2 separate regions of the Sus scrofa genome follow, and region 2 is linked to region 1. A link is a contact called in public Hi-C data. All regions are on one chromosome and are shown on one strand. The core of a region is the stretch at or near the end of the contact, and the rest is flanking DNA. Distances in the headings are between cores, read along the strand shown.

Region 1 (5,679 bases), core at 811-3,310:
AACTTCTGGGCCATTTTACCCTACTTTCAACACAGACCAAGAGTCACAAAAACAGTCAATTCAGACTTAATCTACCATCAGTTCCAGGCTCCCACAACAAAAATACAGACAGCTAAAATATGCGACTGATGCAAGACAATGACAGCGAACTACCAATCAATCTAAAAAGGTGTAAGAATCTCAAAACAAAACCTCAACTGCCGCCCCGGTTCAAGCCTCAAACTCCACATGCTGTAAGTAAAGGCCGGGGGGCAGGGACGCTTGGGGCAAACAGCAGCCACGGAAGAACCCAATTCAGAGGCTCTGAGTCTCCCTGAAAAGAAGGGAAACTGGACAACTGGTCAGTCCCGCACACATTCAGCGCTCACACCTTGCTCCTGGTGTTTCCAAAGCCTCCGCCCCAAGGCCGCCGGAATCTCATCTTAGCCTGAGACCACCGCTAGTGTCACACAGCGTCACAAACACCCATATAGGCTGGCAAAAGTACATGCTACAATCGGACCGGGGGAAAGGGAGACAAAAGGTCTCTGGTTTCGGGGATGGAGAAGGATTCTGGAGAAGACGAGGAGCAACTTACTCTGCGCCCTCCATGGTTCCAGCCGGGAAAGAGGAAGTTAGCGCATGCGCGCTGTCCACTTAAAGTCGGCGAGCGTGAAGCCCCACGACTCATAGGTGTCCCAGGATAAGCCAGAAAAGAATTCAGAAGTGAGAATTCGCCTTGCGGACGCAGAATTAAGAACTTCCTGATTCAGCGTCGTACGACCAAGTTTCGAGTAAAATTCTTATGGGAAAAATGAATGCATTGGTTAGACTCTTTAATCAATACGATGAGAGCAAAGAGTGCTGACGCCTAGACTATTTGGGGTCCTAGTCCCTAGGCTGCGTTGACAGAATACGGCTCGTATTCTACCCAGTAATATTGCAAATGACACGCCAACAAGGCGCGAACTACAAATCCCGGCATGCATCACTTTCGTTGCCCGTCCGGCGGGAGGGCAACACTTGACCGAGACTGTAGGGAACCACGGTGGTGGTGATTCCAGCCGGGGAAAGTGAGAGCCCTTTGGCCCACCTTCCAAAGGACCAACTACGATTCTAAGCCTCTCCGGCTTTTGATCGCCTTCTCGGCTCTTTCCCAACCCTAGTGGCAGACAGGCACGACGGTTGCCGCGCTGCTGAGGTCCTTCTCTTCGTTCCTTCAGCCCGCAGGGCTGTCTTCTGCAGCGCCTGATCGCAGGCGGGGCCGCCCAGAGCCCCCTGGTTAACCAAAGTGACGAGTCAGGGACAAGCGAGGACCCGACGGCCGGAGGAGGATGGCCGGGGCACTGCCGACCGTCGGGCTTGGCAGGCGGAGGCCGGGACACCCCACGGCAGGGGGCGTGAACCGCGAAGGGAGGTGCGAGGAGGGCTGGAGGCTGCAGCCACGGCCCTGTGAGAGGGGCTGCCCCGCCGCGGTTCGGCGGACGACGGGCGGGCGGGCTGGGGGCTGGGCCGGGGGCGGGGTGCGCCCGGGGCGGGGAAGGCCGAGCGGAGGGAGGGCCGATGCCGCCGCCGGCTCTTCCCGGTCGCGGGTTATATAGCGCGGAGTGTGGAGCCCTCTCAGAGGCGGCCGGGAGCGCTCCGACTTGCAAGCGGCGCTGTGCTCCGGAGCCCGGTGCCCGAGTGACAGCCGCGGGGAGTGCAGGGCAGGGGGACACGAGACCGCGGAGGCAGCTGCAAGCCGTTGCGGAGCGCTCGCCTGCGCGGAACGAGTCGCCCCTTCCAGGCGTTCCCGCTGCCCCGCACCCCACTCTCCCACCCTCTAGCAACTTGGGTTAAGTTGACAACTCCGCGGCGGCCGGCCGGCCCGTGCCGTCTCCGCTGTGCGCCCCTCCCCCGGGGTGAGAGGGAGCCGCAGCGCCGGCTCCGGGGGCGCTCGGGCGGCGGCAGCTTGGCCATGAGAGCCACGCGCGCCGCCTAACTCGCGGCTGTCACCGCCGCTGCAGCGGGACCGGCCGGCGGGGCGGGCGCTCCGGGACGGGCGGGCGGCCGCCGGCAGGAGGCGCCGAGTCGGGTGGCTGCGGCGGCGGGCACAGCCCGGGGCCACCGCGACGAGCCCGAGCGGGAGTGGCGCCGCGCACTCTAGCCCGGCGGGCACCTCGGGGGCGGGCGCGGGGCGCTGCCTTCTGTCCCGGCCGCTCTGACAAGCGCCCCGGGGCCGGGAACCGGGCTGCGCGGCACGGGGTGGGCGCGGACGCGGGCGCTGGGCTCCTGCGGAGACCCGGCCGTCGCGATGAACATCGTGGTGGAGTTCTTCGTGGTCACTTTCAAAGTGCTCTGGGCGTTCGTGCTGGCCGCGGCGCGCTGGCTGGTGCGGCCCAAGGAGAAGAGCGTGGCGGGCCAGGTGTGCCTCATTACGGGCGCCGGCAGCGGCCTGGGTCGCCTCTTCGCGCTCGAGTTCGCCCGGCGCCGGGCGCTGCTGGTGCTCTGGGACATCAACACGCAGAGCAACGAGGAGACGGCGGGCATGGTGCGCCACATCTACCGCGACCTGGAGGCGGCGGACGCCGCGGCGCTGCAAGGTAACTGGGACCTGCGCCCGAGCATTGTTGGGTCAAGCCCCTTCCCACCCCCGCGTGCCCTTCCCCGGAGAGCCCCGAAACCCCACTGTCACTGTCAACCTGGGTCTCGAGGAAGAGAACACCCCCCTCCCGCCCCAGCCCTGTCTTCTGCGAGTGGAATTTGCCCCCTGATAAAGGAACATGATCACCTCTGCTTTAGAAGGGAGAAAGTGCGCCAAAACCTTGTCTTAAAGGAGGTCCTGTCCTTTAGGGGACGACTCTGGGGTTTCGGAAGCCCTCGGGCTAAGGCAGGCAAGGGAACTTGTTACTACCAGTTTGAATCCTAGAGAAATGGGAAACTAGTGTCTTTGCGAAGTTGTTCTCAGAGTGGACTGGTGGTGCATGTGTGCTGGTTCCTGAGGTCTGAACCTCAGAAACTAGGGCAGCATTTGATGATTTCACTCTAACTTTAGCCAGAGGGAAATAATTACATTGTTTCACTAGAGATAAGTCAGTACTTTAGTTACGTACTCAGCCTGATTGAAAGATACCTCGTCTCTTAAGGAAAAACGCTTTGAAGGATTTAAGCCTTATTGTAAAATGCATTCCATCTTTTTGGTAACTTTTGGAAAGTCTACATTTCTGGATATTTATTAACCTGAATCTGAGATTTTTTTTTAGCCAAAGCGGAGACCATCACCAACCATAAGTATTGATCCAGGAGAGTTGATAATGGCTCTTGCTTTTTTTTTTTTTTTTTTTTTGGCACTTCTTCATTTCCAGGGAAAACATTTAACTATATCCAGAAGATTAATTTGAGCAGCACCCCTCCCCCATAGCCATCATTTGTCACCAAAATTACTGGCACCTGCATTTTTAGGTCAGAAAAATCAAAGGTCAAATCTGGTACATTTTCAACATTGGTATGAGGGTAGCAAAATACAGATTTTTGTGCTCTCTGTGGAAACCTGAAAGAGAATGGTATTTGTTTCCAGGGAAGAGATTTCGGTTTTTGGATTGGGTTCCTTTTGTGGTAAAATTGCATATTTATCTGTAAACTTGATTTATGTGAGGGTGCTTTTTAGAGGAATTTAACTACTCCAGTTAGAACAAACCAGCATGTGACTCTTAATTTTTCATGAGACGCCTGATGTTTATTTCTTGGCTTTGGATGAATTCAGATAATTAATTACAGTATTGATTTGTGAGCCTTGAGGTGAGCTTCCACTTGAAGGGTACTGGTACTGAAGTAAGAGCCTCTTTTGGCCACTGTTCCTCCCAGAAGAGGAGTGTGTATAGCGTGTGTGTTTGGGAGGAGGGGTTGCTGCTCTTGGAGCTGAGATCAGTTCATTCCAGGTGTCTTTAGCTCCAGGAAGCCGATCCCTCGAGGTCCGACTTGCATTGGGCTTGTCACAATTACATGATTTTCCCCTAAGCAAAGTTATCCAGTAAATTGCTGTAATTCCCAAAGACTTTTGGGGGGAGGAAGGCAGCTGTAAGTTCAGTCATTGGCAAGCCTTACGGTGTTAGAAATTTGAAGCTCACTGTAGTATTTTTGTTTTGTATGATCTTTGTCCTGCTGATGGCCACATGACTCACGTTTTGCAACCCCCCATCCTTCTCTGTTCTGTTGTGTTTTTTTTTTTTCTCCGCTTCATCTGGACTTCTGAGGACAGCTGGCAATGGTGAGGAAGAAATTCTGCCACACTGTAACTTGCAGGTTTTTACCTACACCTGTGATGTGGGAAAGAGAGAGAATGTCTACCTGACAGCGGAAAGGGTCCGCAAGGAGGTTGGCGAGGTCTCAGTCCTGGTCAATAATGCCGGCGTGGTCTCTGGGCATCACCTGCTGGAGTGTCCTGATGAGCTAATCGAGAGAACCATGATGGTCAATTGCCACGCGCACTTCTGGGTAAATATAAACATCCTTGTTTTTAATACTGGGCCCTCCTTAGCAAGGAGGTTGGGAAAGAGCGAGACTTCAGTACCAGCCTGAAAGCCACCTGCACACTTTCACCACAAACTCCCTTCCAATTTGCTATTCCCTCCGGGTGAATTACAGTGTATGCTGCTTACTATTAAATCATTGTTTTCTTTCTTTCTCTCCCCCCGCCCCAATCCAGTATTTCTGGAGAGGGTAGAGGAGTGAACATTTTGAACTAGTTTGAAAGATTGCCATAAAAATAACAAGAGGGAGCATAAAACCCTGGGTTTATTTATTTTACTTTCTGTTGAGTTTGTAAAACATTGGTTGTTCTTATGAATTTCTAAAGTCAGAGTTTAGGCTTCCAAATGACTGCTCAGCCACATTTTAGAAAGTGCCAAAGACTCTGAGATCAGCGTTTGTGGCCCAGCGGGAGTGGTCAGGCCACCCTGGCAGTCACTTACCTTCTGTTGACCACCCCCGGAGTCTCTGGCATTGTCCTATTGGGGTACATCCCAGAACGTTCTCAGCTGAGAAGATGCATCTCTTTGGAGAACAGAATTCTCCCTGATAGGACCCTAGAGTCCCTGTAATAGGGGACGGGGAGCTCGAGAGACCTGCCAAAGCAGCGACTTAGACCATATCAGCTCTTAACCATCAGAGCTGTTACGTCATCTGAGTAGATGAGAAGGGAGAACCCTCTGCCCTGGGGACCAGACTAACCCCAGGTTTCCAGCTGGGCTTATATCATCCATAATGGCAGGTGTGAAGCTCTCCACTCTCACAGTACACTCGTGACCCATGTTACACTTTTCTTCTCCCCACAGTATCTCCCCTTTACTTTTGCAGGCAGGTAGGATCCAATAAAGAAAGGGTAAAGAAATAGGTTTTTTGTTTGTTGTTGTTGTTTTCCATAGGCAGCTTAGCCTTCTCACAGAATGTACCAAAGAACTGTTTCTCCTAAATAGGTCACGTTAAACCTCATTAATTTTTTAGCCACAGCTTAAAAACTTAATCTGGCTTTAGAAGTACTTATTCAAATTGTTGCCCTTTGAACATTAAACTATTTCTTTCATCCTGGGAGAAGTTTATTTTCATGTTTTATTTTTCAACAGAAGTGTACTTAATTCATTCCCAAAGCTCTAGAAATGGACATATAAGTGATGTGAGATAACTCGTATCTGTGTCTTAAATGAGTAAGGAGATGGCGAAATA
Region 2 (5,679 bases), core at 2,356-4,855, 230 kb before region 1:
ACAAATCAAATAAAACCTCTCCCCTCATAACATCCCTTTAATTAAAGATAACCGTAGTTATTATGGATCTCAGTCTACAAACTCAAGTTTGCAAGAAATACAATTTCCTTACTTTACTCACGGGATGACTTTAAAGTCAGCAAACTCAAAATTCTCTCTCTACACACTCCTTCCTTCGCCTTGAACTATTAGACTCCATATCTTTTAAAGTGGTTATTAAGGGAATGATATATTATAAAATTTTCTGCCAAAAAAAAAATCCCCCATCTCAGAATGTTTATTAGTTACACGTAAGTTTTACTGAAATGCCATGTGTTTGATTTATCTACTGTACCATTAAAATATATATGGCTAAAGTGTTACTGGGACTTTATGAATTAGTTATAAGTTTTATTGTAGCTATTTTATATTTAATCACTGTTGAGTTTTCTTTTCATAGCAATGTTAAACTATTATTTCAGGAGTTGAATCCAACTAGGAACCACGAGGTTGCGGGTTTGATCCCTGGCCTTGCTCAGTGGTTTAAGGAACCTCCATATGCCGTGGGTGTGGCCCTAAAAAAGACAAACAAAAAAAGCTATTATTTCAGAGGTATAAATCTACCATCCATCCTGATGGGCAGGTTTAAAAAAATTATTGTTTTTTCTTTAATGAGAGACTTCCTCCTCCTCCAGCTGTTTTCTGGCCCATAATCCAATAAGACTGTATTATTGACTGTCTGTTGGGATAGGACTTTAAAATTATTATTATTATTATTATTATTATTATTTTGACCTCAAACACAATAGATGGTAGTTCCCAGGCCAGAGATCACACCTGCGACACAGCAGTGACCTGAGCTGCTGCAATGACAATACTGTATCCTTAATCCACTGCATCAACAAGAGAACTCCTTAAAATAACGTTTTTATCCACTCTAGTAGGACAGTGCTTCTTAACTTTTCTTCAGTGAACTACCAGTAAGGAAAGAGGCCAGAGAATACAGTATATAGCTGGAAGTAGCCCCAAACTAAAATTTTGTTGACAATTATGGTTAAATCCTAACCAGAAGTATACACTTTTCATTCCACTTCATTACATATTATTACTTGATAGATAAAAATGTTTCATTTCCCTGAATCTTTCAGTAAATGATTCCACAGGAAAATTCCCTAGGTTTAGTTTGTGGCTCTGAATAAATTGGTTGACATATTTAAGAATAACCATTAACTCCCTGCTGGGAAGAAGCAAAGGAGGATTGGAGGAAAGAAAGAAGGCCCCATCTGAGAGACCTGCGTGACAAAAAAGTTCCAGTTTGGAAACCTGGGGTTTGTTTGCTAAATTCACAATGAACTGCAACTCTTAATCCCTTAGACCTATTCCTCTGTATTGTTTGTAAACAGGATTTATTGCCATAGGACCATTAGAAGCTGAAGGAACAATTCCTTCTACGGTGTTATTACCATACACAGTATACAGAAGAGAACATGAAGGCATGATTCACCCAAGGTCACACAGCTAGTGGGTTAACCGTAGTGGATGGATATTCCAATCTAGGCATTCTTTTTTTGTTTGTTTTTTGTTTTTTAGGGCCCAACCAGCAGCATACAGAAGTTTCGAGGCTAGGCTAGGGGTCGAATCAGAGCTACAGCTGCCCGGCCTACACCACAGCCACTGCAACTTGGAATCTGAGCCGAGTCTGTGACCTAAACCACAGCTCACAGCAATGCCAGATCTCCAACCCACTGATGGAGGCCAGGGGATGGAACACGCATTATCATGGATATTAGTTGGATTTGTTTCCTCTGAGTCACAATGGGAACTCCCCAACCTAGGCATTCTTAAAAGACATAATATAGTGTTTTAATGATTCAACATTTAAACTATAGCTTTAAAGCAATAATAAATGTGTAGGAGTTCCCATCCTGGTGCAGTGGAACAAATCTGACTAGGAATCATGAGGTTGAGGGTATGATCCCTGGCTTCACTCAGTGGGTTAAGGATCCCGTGTTGTGGTGAGCTGTGGTGCAGGTCACAGAGGAGGCTCCGATCTGGCGTTGCTGTGGCTGTGGTGTAGGCCGGCAGCAACAGCTCCGATTAGACCCCTAGCCTGGGAACCTCCATTTGTGCAAGTTCGGCCCTAAAGGAAAATAATGATAATAATAATAAATGTGTAAAATTAAAACATAAAGGCTTTGATGATGTTGCACGTGCTATATAAACAGAAAGGTTTTTTGCTGTTTTTTGTTTTGTTTTGTTTTTTTGTTTGTCTTTTGTCTTTTTAGGGCCAAACCTGCGGCATATGCAGGTTCCCAGGCTAGGGGTTGAATCAGAGCTACAGCCTGTCTGCCTATGCCACAGCCAAAGCAACACCGGATCCAAGTCATGTCTGCAACCTACACCACGGTTTACCGCAACTCCAGATCTTTAACTCACTGAGCAAGACCACGGATGGTATCCGCATCCTCATGGATACTACTCTGGTTTATTAACCACTGAGCTATGACGGGAACTCCCAGAAAGGTTTTTAAAGTAAACTTTTTTCAATTAGAAGGCACACACTGAAAAGTGCATATATCACGTTCAATGAATTTTCATAAAGTGATTACACTGATGTAACTGTGACTCAATAGATAAATAGAACATAGCCAGATCCCTCCCCCAATCCTTTCTTGCGCTCAAAGGTTAAGTTTCAAAATTCAAAATAAGTGTTCACTTCTTGTGCCCGCTGAATTCTATAGTCTGTTTAGGGACCTGACTGACATCATTTCCATAATAAAACACTCTTTTTTTTTTTTTTTGCCTTTTCTGTCTTTTTAGGACGCCACCCGCGGCATATGGAGGTTCCCAGGCTAGGGGTTTAATCGGAGCTGTAGCCGCCGGCCTATGCCACAGCCACAGCAACTCGGGATCCCAGCCGCGTCTGTGACCTACACTGCAGCTCAAGGCAACGCGGGATCCTTAACCCACTGAGCGAGGCCAGGGATCGAACCTGCAACCTCACGGTTCCTAGTCGGATTCGTTTCCGCTGCGCCACGATGGGAACTCCAAAATACTCTTTCTAATTCTCAAAATTTGGTCCCCAGACTATCAGTCTCAGTACCACCTTCGAATATTCAGACCTATGGAACAGAAACTCTGGGGGAGAAGCCCCGCAATCTGTGAGGAATGATTCTGATGCCAGTTCAGGTTGGCGAAGCACAGCTCTAACTCTGTTGGAACAATGTGGGTTCATAATCACACAGTACCTGCTAAGTGAATACGGGGATAGAAAGTGTCACGCTTAAATAATCGTGACAAGTTTTAATCGCCTCTTTTTGAAGCACACTGTGCATAAAACCTTTTTCCATTTTAACCAACCGTGTTCTAGTCAATGCAGCATCGTACCATGAGGATAAAACTGCCCCACCGCTTCCAAACCTCTCGCCACACCCAATTTGAACTTGTTTGGTTTACCAACAAAGAGGCGGCCCTGAACTGCGGCGAATTCAAGGTCCAGCTGTGAGAGCAGCTCTAGGCCAATCAGAAGCCAGACTCAAGTCGCTGGTCCTTCCCCGCAGTGTGATTGGTGGGTTTTCGCGGGCGGAAGTGATCCTCCGCGGTCCCGCCCTTCGCCCTCCAGAGCGAGCCAATCGCCGGTCGGCGTCAGGAAGGTCTGAACGGCGCGAGCTGTTTAACATGGCGGAGGGCACCCCCTCAGCGGCTCCGAGCCCGCGGGGTCGTGCGGATGGCGAGGATGCAGAGCTCCCGGAGGAGCAGATGGCAGAAACGGCGAGAGAGGATCAGGAGCAGTTTGAGTGCCAGGAACTGCTCGAGTGCCAGGTGCAGTTGGGGGCTCCCCCGGAAGAGGAGGACGCTGGCCTAGTGGCTGAGGCCGAGGCTGTTGCTGCTGGCTGGATGCTGGATTTCCTCTGCCTGTCCCTTTGCCGGGCGTTCCGTGACGGCCGCTCCGGCGACTTCCACCGGACCCGCGACAGCGCAGAGGGTGAGTGCCGGGCGCACCCGAGCCGAGGCCTGGTTTGCAGTGCTGTGCCCCGGCAGGGCGGGCGATTGGGCTGCTACGGCGCCGCAGCGGGAGGCCCCTGGTTTGGATACAAACGTTGGCTCGAATCCCGCATCCGCCTCTTAACAGTTTCTCAAGTGTTGTTTTTCTCCTCGGTAAAGTAAGATCAAGACCCATTTAGAGTAGATAGAGCACTGAGTTAAAATGTACAAAATTTTAACTAACTCGGTGTCCTATTCCTTTTGTTTCCATTGGCGCTTGTGTTGCTTTCCTCGACTGAGGTACTCCTGTAATGGCATTTATTTAGCAAGTCACTGTGACCTTGGCATTAGTGTTTTCTATTACTTTATTTATTTATTTGTTTGTTTTTTAAGGCCGCACCCACAGCATATGGAACTTTCCAGGATAGGGGTCCAGTCAGAGCTGCAGCTCGCCTACGCCACAGCAACAAGGTATCCAAACCGTCGATCCTTAGCCCACTGAACGAGGCTAGGGGTCGAACCCGCGTTCTTATGGATCCTAGTCGGGTTCGCTACTACTTAGCCACTACCGGAATTCCAATGTTTTCTAATACTTTGTAAGCTTTTTAAACCTCATTTGGCTTGCTTGCCCACGGTAGGCTTCTGAATAAAAGTAATTGACGATTAAGTTCACCGCCTGGACAAGACAGCCTGTAAATGATGGACAAAGACATTGACCTGTAGGAAGGCTGGCTGACTTTTTGAATGATAATCGGAAGATGCTCTGGTATTTATCTGAGTCTGAACTCAACTTATTGCAGCTGAGTACACCCCCCAGGATAGTATTTAATAGGAAATTAAATATTTAAAAAACGGTATTGACAGAGTTTCTCTTCACAGTTATACCTTCAGTTAGGCAGGTAATCTCAGTTTATAGAGTTGAGCAACCTAAAAGTATGGATAAGTTAAAAGGGTTGTTCCAGGAGTTCCTGTCGTGACTCAGCAGTAAGGAACCTGACTAGTATTCATGAGGACGCCAGTTCGATCCCTGGCCTCGCTCAGTGGGGTTAAGGATCTGGCGTTGCTGTGAGCTGTGGTGTGGGTTGCAGATGTGGCTGGAATCCCGCGTTGCTGTGGCTCTGGCATAGGCCGGTGGCTATGGCTCTGATTAGACCCCTAGCCTGGGAACCTCCATATGCCACGGGAGCAGCCCTAGAAAAGGCAAAAAAAAAAAAAGAAAAAAGTATCAGACAAATTTCAGTAGAGAGGTACCCCAAAAATTTCAAGGTCATCAAAACCAAGGAAGATCTGAGAAACTAGTGCAGGCAAGAGATGCCTGAGAAAACATGAGGACTAAATGTTATGTGGTGTCCTGGTTGGGATCCTGCAGCTGGAAAAGCACCTTATGTAAAAACTAAGGAAATCTGAATAAAGCACGGACTTAGTTAATAATGTATTGTTACTACATTCTATAAATTTAAAACCATTCTTAAAGTTTACTTAAAACATAAAATGAAGATCTCTTTCAAGGTTCTAGCCCAAGACCCAAGGAATAATCTAGGCCACCTCCATTATTTTAAGATAAAGGACACTGAAATCCAAGAAAGAGTAGACAGTTTTTCAAGTTGCACTGCTAAATCAGTGACAAGTACGTAAATCATGAACACACTATTGTCTCTGATTTACATTTTTGACTGAAAAGGACTCCATTATCTCTTTTATAGAATTTCATTTACT

What was found. Hi-C and Micro-C count contacts between places; a contact is called where the count stands out from the background.
Region 2: a Hi-C map of skeletal muscle shows a contact between it and region 1, with 7 times the contacts expected there. The contact joins the promoter of TERF1 here to the promoter of RDH10 in region 1. A contact is called at or near these places in 3 of 47 Hi-C or Micro-C datasets (heart right ventricle, liver and skeletal muscle) and 1 of 2 datasets of contacts at active chromatin or transcription factors (alveolar macrophages).

What each region holds. Positions count from the first base shown.
Region 1 is chr4:62,597,362-62,603,040 of Sscrofa11.1, reverse strand. It overlaps RDH10 (retinol dehydrogenase 10), which reads left to right and starts at 2,060. Exons shown (of 6, transcript XM_021089230.1): 1 at 2,060-2,561; 2 at 4,217-4,452. The coding sequence starts at 2,273. RPL7 (ribosomal protein L7) reads right to left here and starts at 611. Exons shown (of 7, transcript NM_001113217.1): 1 at 578-611. The coding sequence starts at 591.
Region 2 is chr4:62,829,385-62,835,063 of Sscrofa11.1, reverse strand. TERF1 (telomeric repeat-binding factor 1) reads left to right here and starts at 3,605. Exons shown (of 10, transcript XM_005663028.3): 1 at 3,605-3,964. The coding sequence starts at 3,658.